Linked DNA regions of Oryzias latipes: region 2 is linked to region 1. A link is a contact called in public Hi-C data. All regions are on one chromosome and are shown on one strand. Each heading gives the region's core, a stretch centred on a gene start, on an enhancer-like site or on the middle of the called end of the contact. The rest is flanking DNA. Distances are from core to core; before and after follow the strand shown.

Evidence for each region. A called contact is a pair of places that touch in the nucleus more often than the background predicts.
Region 2: a Hi-C map of embryo shows a contact between it and region 1, with 4 times the contacts expected there. The contact joins the promoter of LOC101167817 here to the promoter of spata22 in region 1. A contact is called at or near these places in 5 of 5 Hi-C or Micro-C datasets (embryo, fibroblasts and gastrula embryo).

What each region holds. Positions count from the first base shown.
Region 1 is chr14:19,988,880-19,993,329 of ASM223467v1, forward strand. It overlaps spata22 (spermatogenesis-associated protein 22), which reads left to right and starts at 1,956. Exons shown (of 8, transcript XM_011483715.2): 1 at 1,956-2,060; 2 at 2,403-2,457; 3 at 3,496-3,633; 4 at 3,860-4,049; 5 at 4,175-4,450. The coding sequence starts at 2,418. stip1 (stress-induced-phosphoprotein 1) reads right to left here and starts at 795. Exons shown (of 14, transcript XM_004076592.4): 1 at 671-795. The coding sequence starts at 679.
Region 2 is chr14:20,156,561-20,161,010 of ASM223467v1, forward strand. LOC101167817 (transmembrane protein 211) reads right to left here and starts at 2,476. Exons shown (of 3, transcript XM_011483716.3): 1 at 1,831-2,476. The coding sequence starts at 2,166. akap10 (A-kinase anchor protein 10, mitochondrial) reads right to left here. Exons shown (of 15, transcript XM_011483717.3): 15 at 3,797-4,450.

The sequences.
Region 1 (4,450 bases), core at 706-3,205:
ATGATCCTCCGGTGTGAGAGCAGGCTACTTAAACATATACAGCCGATCGAAAAGTACTTAAGCGCTGTGTGCCACACTAGAACGAGAGCATATAAACTAGCAATCTCTAATACATACAAAAATATACAACTAGTTGCATTATGAACGTAATTTAAATCGTTATTTCGTACTTGCAATGTCAAAGATTTGCGAACTAGTCTGAAGCTACGAGGGTTAAGGATAAGCATGGGCAAAGACAGAAAAGAAATGAACCAATATGTATATACATTTTTTTTATAAATCAAACACGTTTAGTTCAAATTAGTGGAGTTTCAGTAGAATTTTCGTATCATGGCTAATTAGCTTAACTGGACACACATGCGTTGTTACCTGGAAATATCGCAAGACTATTTGGACTTTAACATAAAATGAAAATGTTTTACGGAAAACTCAAAGCTCAGCTACACCTTCCATTCTAAGTGACCACATTGAATGACGGTTAGCTAACATTAAGCTAGCTCGATGCATTAGCAAAGTGAATCTCTTCAAGCTAAGGATTAAAACTAAGACAATTTTTTTAACTACGATTTTTAAGAAAACTCGTTTCATCTCAACATTGCACAATTCTTTAAAAACCCATTTTAAATGTTTGTTTTGAAAGAAGAAGAAAATGCGATTACACGAGACTTACTTTCTCCATGATACAAGCATGAGGTACGTTCCAGAAACTACTGCGGACTAGCGCCTCCCCCTGAACACGTGCGGGTTGCCAGATTGTTGTAGAAGATCCGCAAACAGCGACGAACTCGCGTGGAGCCTCTGACGAGCAATATATAGCCTCCTGACTGAAACTTCCAGAAGATGAATTGGGAAAAAAACTCTCAAAACCCAGCCCTTGAAGTTTTACTCTCCTCTATGCCTAATGTAAAAGCTCAAATTGAAGATACAAGCGCATTCACTTACAAGAGTAAGAACAGAAGTCTGAAAAAAGGTTAAATTAAGCGTTTATATTTTGAGCAACACCAGCATCCACGTAACTATAATATTGAAGAGAAACTCATACTTTTAAATGTCATCACATATTTAAGGGTGTTGACAAGGTTAACATTTTTAAAATTTAAAACATACATGTTTAAATACAATAAATATTCATCAGTTTTACTTTGCTAATATTTTAACATTAATACGGAAATTTCCTTTGTATAAACAAAAATGCATTGTAGTGCTTTTTGGTCACTTTGGTAAAATATTGTGTAACATCAATACGTTATTTTCTAATGAATCACTAGAAAAAAACATTTAGGTAAAAAATATTTTCTTGAACAAAATATGTGTCAAACATTGTCACATTAAATTAAAAAAATGAATGAAACATAAATAAAAATCCAATAGAGGTTTTTTTAGCATTCATTTATTAGAATAAAACTCAAACAAAGGACAACATGATATAAATTTAGTATAATGGAACAGAATGGAGTAGAACCTTACTGAATAAATTAATATTTTAGTGTAACAAATTCACAAGTATCCAAGGTGAAGAAGAAAAAACAATGAACAAACAAATAAAATATAATAAATTGATTACAGAAAAGGGGTTTATTTAACACTCTTTGCCACCAAAAGAAACGTACCAAATAGAGGATGTAACACGTGGTATTGTATTTCACAAAAAAGGCAAATTGTAATGTGAATAGAGTGTGAAAAGGTTACATGTGGCTTGATCACCCAAATCTTTTTTTTCTTCTCACACATTGTAGGATAAATAGTGATGTATTGACAAGTATTGTAGATAGATGGACAGTTTCTTCAACTGATAACATGCAGGTGGTGTAAGAGGTGGTTCAGTCTGTGTTATTGGGGTATTATTAACTGGTGTATTCAGTAATACAAGCGATACTAACCATATCATTTATGCAAACGAGCAACTCAGATCGACAGATAATGAATTTGGTAAAAGCTCGATAACACAAACGAGCCAGTAATGAGCGCGTGCGCGCTCCCGCGTGAGGGGTTGAGGTCTCGTGAGGTTAGCACTGTAACACGTTCTGGTTAAACGGGGATTGCTCTGTCCACCCACAACGGTCAGAATTTATTTATCTCGAGCTAACTTGAATTTTCATCGATTAATATTTTTATTTATTTAAAAAATGATCATAGAAAGTAAAAAAAAAGAACAGTTAGTTGTTATCTTTGATGAGTTGTTAATATCTGTCTGAATTGATAGCTGTCTGAAAGTGTGAAGAAGCTAGGCTAGGTCAACAGAATAGCCGACTTTTTAAGCTATCACAACATCGCACTTATTATTATTATTTTTTTTTAAAGCTCAATGTTTCTTGAAGCTATAAACACTGAGCAAAACCTAACTAAACACCAATTAAAACTCCTCAATGTTTTTTTTTTTTTTTTTTTTTTTTTGCTAACAGGTGTTTGTCAGCAGAATGAGGAGACAAGAAAACCAGCCTGTCAGACCTACAACGGGTAAAGACAGCAGACTGAAATGCTAAAGCTTAGCTCTGAAATCCATGCTAGCTGAAATCCATACATCAACATTTTTTATAAAGCATTCTGGTGTCTTAAGGATTCTGCTGTATCCCAGATTTGGCAGGAGTTGGTTTGTCAATTTTTCTTACCCGGCTTACTGTAGTGGTCAATTCTTACCTCTTTTATTTGTCTCAAATACCCACGCCGATGAATGGAGGACATGTATAAAGAAAACTGGGTTAAAATAACATTTCTGATTGTTCCTTTATTTAAATTGTTAAGAATCAGGAGAAGATGAAAAAATGCTGTTAGAAAAAGAGCTTATTTGTGACGTAGAAAATCACCTTTTCAAGGTGTCAAACAGCCTTAAAATCCATTTCCGATTATCTTTTAAATTATTGTAAACACATTTCCTGTGGTCTTCTTAATTATGATTTTGCTGTTTTAGCCAAAAAAAATTTTTTAAACTGTGTCGTTTTCCAGAACATAGGAGTTCATTATAAATCCATCTCTCAGTCGTGGTCGTGCCGTTGACTCTGAGTTGGCCGCTCTCCGTCATCAATCTGTTCCCTCCTGCTAGATTACAGCCCCTCACATGCCAACCTAACATTAGCAGTACAAGAAAAGTGCGAACAGTTTTGGAGCCATCCGGCTGTACAGTTTTGCTCCCGATTCCAGCTCGGACGAGGAAAACAAAGGCAGTCACGGACCTATTTGTCTACGGGCAGATGCATCAGAATGGAGCGTATTTTCTACGTCACAAATGCGTTTTCTCCCCCGTCTCCTGATTTATGATTCGAATAAAGAAATACTCAGAAATGCAATTTTGAGCGAAACATTTTTTTTATACATGCCATCATGAGAAAAATGGCTCAAGAACATGTTAAAAACACACTTTTTTTTAATTGTAGTGGGTCTTTAAAATGTCTGTAGAGGAAAATATTTCCATCAAATGCACTTTTTGCGACATAGCATTATAAATCTGTTTTTATTTCTTCGTTGTTGTTGTTTGTGTTTTTCCCTTTTCTCTACCAGGCTACCTTCCTGTGCCGCTCTTTAACCAGAGGAAGAGAAACAGAATTCCTCTGACTTCTGTTCCTTGTGAGAATGAATTCTATTTGCACAGTGAATATCCTACAAAAAGCAACTCATCTGCACATGAAGGAGCTCCAGGTGAAACACCAGTCCTCATGCATTTAACATTTCTGTCAGTAGGGGGCAGCATGTACCCACAAACGACTTCACTGAAACTTGCTAGGAGAATTGTTCAAATCTCTCAACACAATACACGCAGCTGTTTAGAGATTAACTAAGAGATTTTTCTTATAACATTTTAGCATGTAGTACAATGTGAGATAAAATAATTCAGTTCAGTCCACCATCTTCTTTCTTTTCTCAGAGCATCGTGATGGTCCCCCTGTTTCGGCTCACTCAGCTTTTGCAGCTCAAAGCCACCAGTGGAACAAACCATCTACTCCTCATTCTAATCCCTGCCAGCCATATGGCAGCAGCAGGCCTTTACTGGGACCCTCCCCTCCTTTGAGGGGCTACGTACCTGTGCCTCATCCATACAGAAGTGGAGCCTCCAGGTGGGTTTTCAGTAACTGTCTGACAGCTAATATTACAACTTAATTTACGCTTTAACTGAGTTTTAATCTAATTTCAGAACCAACCAGTCTGAGGACCCTTTTATAAAACACGATTCTTTGTCCAGGTCTTATTCTGGACAGAGAATGAATGTTCAAAGCAAAATGAAAGCTAACGCCGGGCCTTCCCCGATGTCCCAGCTATCATCTTACGAGTCGGCCACATCCAGTCCCCAGTTTTCCCAGCAGTCTAGAGCTGCACCTCTGTCTGCCCCCAGACAGCCTTATGCCCAAACTGCACAACCACCAAACAACTCCTGGAAATTCACCAACAGCTTTGAGTCGCAGACGTCTCCTGTTGTGGAGAAAAAGAAGTCGAACCAGCCTCAATCTGCTCGACAAGC
Region 2 (4,450 bases), core at 1,226-3,725, 170 kb after region 1:
AACAAGAAAAATCTCTCTCTTTATTTGGGGTGGGGGTGGGGGCTCTTCAAGCAATGGGACCCCTGGGCTGGGGAATAGTTGTTGCCGTGTCACTGTGGTTGGGGTTCTGATCCTTGCCCTTGTGCGCCGGCCATCTCCAAAATTCCAACTGTGGGTGAGCCTGGTCAGGCCATGTTTACAACACTCCTTGTGGACCCCCACCACTCTTGGGCGTCCTCCACCTGGGCAGGGGTGGCCGGCCTCTGCCTTGCTCTCTCCTCCTGTGGGCTGGGTGGGTGGCTCCCTGGAGCGTGGGCAGGTCTCCCTATGGGGACCTGCCCACGCTCCAGGTGGCTGGGGAGAGGCTTAGAACTCCTGGGGGGGGGCTATTCTTCTGGTCAGGCTGGAGCTTGCACTCTCTGTCCTTCATGCCTCCCTGCTCTCTGGCTTTGGGGGCCCCCGTGGCGGTCTTGCTGGCCCTGGCCTGGGTGGCAGATGGGATTGCCCAGAGGGTGGTTGTTCTCTATCTGCTGCCGTCCGGCTGTTGGGGGGTTCTGGCTGCAGCGGGGGTCTTGGTATGGGGAGGACTGGGCACTCTTTCTCCTTCTTTTTAAATTCCGGCATCCACCCCAGAAGAACATAAACACTCACTCGAGTCATCATAAAGCTTTATGAGTTCATTCCCCCCCTCCTTCTATCCTTCTATAACCCCCCCCCCCACACACACACACACACACACACACACACATCCCTATCTCTTCTTCCCTTCTTTTTTATTCCATCTGGTCCAACAAAAAATGGTTAAAAATATAATTCATATACATAAAGTTTAGTCAAAATTACAAAAGGAGTATATTCAAATATACACCTTGTGTGTCAGAAAATTCCTAACCCCTATTGTAACAGCAAAATATGTCAAATATGTCCAACATGAGAGGCGTCCAGCTCTCATCTGTTTGCTCAGCTGTTGGACGGACAAGTTAAAAAATATAAATAAATAAGGAAAAAGTGATCCGACATTGCGGGGACCGCCTGCTGACTGTCCCCGCCCCCGCCCCCAGATAGACCTCCACAGGTGAGAGGTGCAGCATCGCTCACAAACTCTTTGATGCAGTTGTGACTCTGCAGGCTCAGAGGGAAAAAGATGAATCACAGTTGCAGGGGCTGCACCGTAGAGCATTTATTAATAAAACCCTTTTAAATGCAAATGACTTCATGCATAAATCATTTCTCCAGAGTCTCTTGTTGATTTTTCTTTTGTATAATCCTGCACATTAAAAAAAAAATTATCAAAACTTTTTGCAAAGTCTGAGGCACTTCTGCAAAAACACAGATCCCTGTGGGCACCTTGACGCCCCAACATCCTATGTGTGAGATGCTGTTTGGCAGAGCCACACAATTGTTTATGCCCATCATGCGGTCCACTTGTGTTTTTTTGTTCGCCAGAGAGAGGAAGCTGAAATGTCTGCTGGTGGGGAGCCCTGAAAGGAGAACCGCCTGCCAGCTTGGTGGCACTTTTGCAGTTTTGATGCGTGTCTGGCGTGCTGTTCTGCAGATGCTGCTCTGTGTGATGCGCTCTCCTCCTGATCACACAATTGTTTCTCCTAAGAGGCATTTCTTCTTTTTTATTATTTTACCATTTTCATGTGAAAGACCATGGGGGGGGGGGGTTCTACCACCTCATTTCAATGATAAACTGCAGCACAAACGTAGAGTTTATGCAAAATAAAAGCAAGAATTTGAACAAACTGAAATGTATTTTTGTGAGGCAAAAAACTTCCAAAATATGCTTTTGGGGGGGATTTATTGATGTTTTTGGTGAAAACCCATGCGTGGGTGTGGGGTCCATACCTGCCAGGAGCTGGAGGGGATCTCAGCGAATCTGCCCAGTCCTCCAAAGGTGTAGCAGCGGTACATGCGGTCCAGAGACTCGGAGCAGTGCCACAGCAAGCCGAAGCTGACCGAGCCCTTGTCGTGAGGATGGGGATGCTGGTGGCCGCTCCTCGGCGTCTCCTTAACAATCCAGGCGGGAGAGATGAAGCTGAAACTGCAGACGGCGACCAGAGCGGAGGACAGCAGCACCCAAAAGCAGCCCACGCAGCTGAACATGCTGGCAGCGTGGGGCAGAAAGCCCAGATCGAGCGCGAACCCGGCTTCTTCTTCCTTCTTCTTCTCCCGGCTCAGCATTTGCCTCCGACTTCAGCCTCCCACTACCCGGGCATCCGCAACTGCAGCAGCAGGGAGAGCCCGCAGAACATCTGCTCTGGAGGTGCGGGGGACTGTCAAGGTCCCGATGAAGTGGGGTTGGAGCGCGCGGGAGCCCTCAGGCTGATGGGAGGGGGGCGATTTCCACGCGCAAATGCGAACGCGGAGACATAACCGTGACGAAATTCACCTGCGAGTCCACGTCCAGGAGCTGCACTCCTCTGAGACTCCCCTCAACATTCAGCGCACTTTGCCTCTGCTTCTCCCTTCTGTCTCCATAGAATCAAGCCGCTGTCCGAAACAAGAACCATTCCGGAAGTTCCTTTCACAATAAATCTCCAACTAACTAAGTCCTTCTATTCAGATGGTAAATTATCCCTTTACAACACAACTAAGATTATTTGAAGTCCTTTCTAATTGGTCACGGGTAGAAAAACCATTTGTCATTTTGTCTGATTCGTTTATTAGTTTGTCATCCCAAAAGTCCCACTCTGATCATCTTTTGATCAATTGCAAAAGTGTTCCCAGTGATTTAAAATATGATTATGCACTTTTAGCCAAAATCTAAAATAAAAAAAACTGTGCTGTACTTTAGGACATAGTTTCTGCAGAGCCGCAGTAGTTCATTAGGTACTTGCCCCTAAATTGTGGGCGGGACTGTTGGCACATAGCCTGGAAACCAGGTCAATTGAGGCCATTCATGATTGACTGGTTTCAGAGAAGTTACAATTCTTTTTATGTCAACCGCTGAGCACAAGAAATCCTGACAGACCACATTATTTCATTTTAGCATCCATTTCTATTTTTAAAACCCTTATTTAAGTGCCCATGGTGCTCCACCAGCTATGAAAGGTGCAATATTTTAAACATACTACTCGTTTAAACTCTCTCTAACACAAGCTTGTTAATAATGAGAATAAGATTAGAATTTATATTTATGCTATTCATTTTTGCATATTACAGTCTTAAACTAGAACATGAATCCTAATTCAGTACCAAAAAAATGCAATCGTGAGCCGGTAAAATGGCTTTTCAACAATTACTTTCATGTACACACGTCAACATGATTAAATTTTTTGAAAAATGGAGGTGGGATATGTGTGTGGGTTTTTAGAACTTGATGTAAGTGATTAACAATAGCGAACCAGTCATCTTTCAAAATTGTATTCAAAGTAACCTAAAGTCAAATCTAACAAAAGCAGTTTTTGTTTTATTTTGAAAGCTAAACAAAGCCCTTCCGGTATTTAGCATAGGCGGTTTTTAACTTGTCTCAGGCACCTGTTCACCTTGATGGTCACACTAATCATCGTAAACCCAGCTTCACTAAAGTAGACGAAAAACAATAAGATCATTTTAGTATAATACGTAGTAATTCAGGCAGAAAATAAGGCAGCGTCATAAACTTTATAAAATTGCAGTTTTATCAAACTGTTAGCTTAAACATCAGTAAAAACTACCGCGAACGTGCGCGAAAACGAAAATAATGTAATTTCATTTCTAATATATTTTTGGAGGGAATTTTTCAAGTTATGGACTTTGCAGTCATGATAGATGAACCAAAAAGACGGAGAAAAAACATGCATTTCACAGAAAAAAGTAGGCAGAGACAAAAACAATTGATAATATTTGTATTTCAATCAAACACAGCTTAAATATATTATAGATTACATACACGTACATCTCAGAAAACATTAGTGGTACATAGTACCAAGTGTATTTCTGGTTTGTTTCCACATCTTGATAAGGTGGGGAAGGAAAAAAAAAACAAAAAAAAGTTAAATTTACTGATCACACTTTTCCAGTTGAACAGTCCTCTCATAACCAAGTTTTTTTTCCGCAATGCTTAAAAAACAACATAAGATCACCATTAAAAAAGACAAACATTAATATATGGGATAAACCAGAATTTATAGAACATTTAAGGAGTTTGGAAACTCAAGTATTTATTCTATGCTCTGTAAAGGTGCCTCGACTTTCACAAAGATCTGCGAGTTCTTTGTCCGGTTCCCCATCACATTACTGTTCTACAGTGTAGAAGTGGCCGGGGGCCGGAGAGCTAACATTGTGGATCATGAAACATCGATACGGACACGGATGACACTTCAAACAGCTCCAACAGGCGGACCTTTAGGAGAGAACTTGATGTAAAAACAAGGAATGCTTCTAAAAGCTGTGTGGAGAAGTGTCATGGCGGAGTGACTTTCACTGATTCTGTGTAACGTCTTCCATAGTTCCAAAAGCAAGACAGATAAGGTCCTGACGGGCG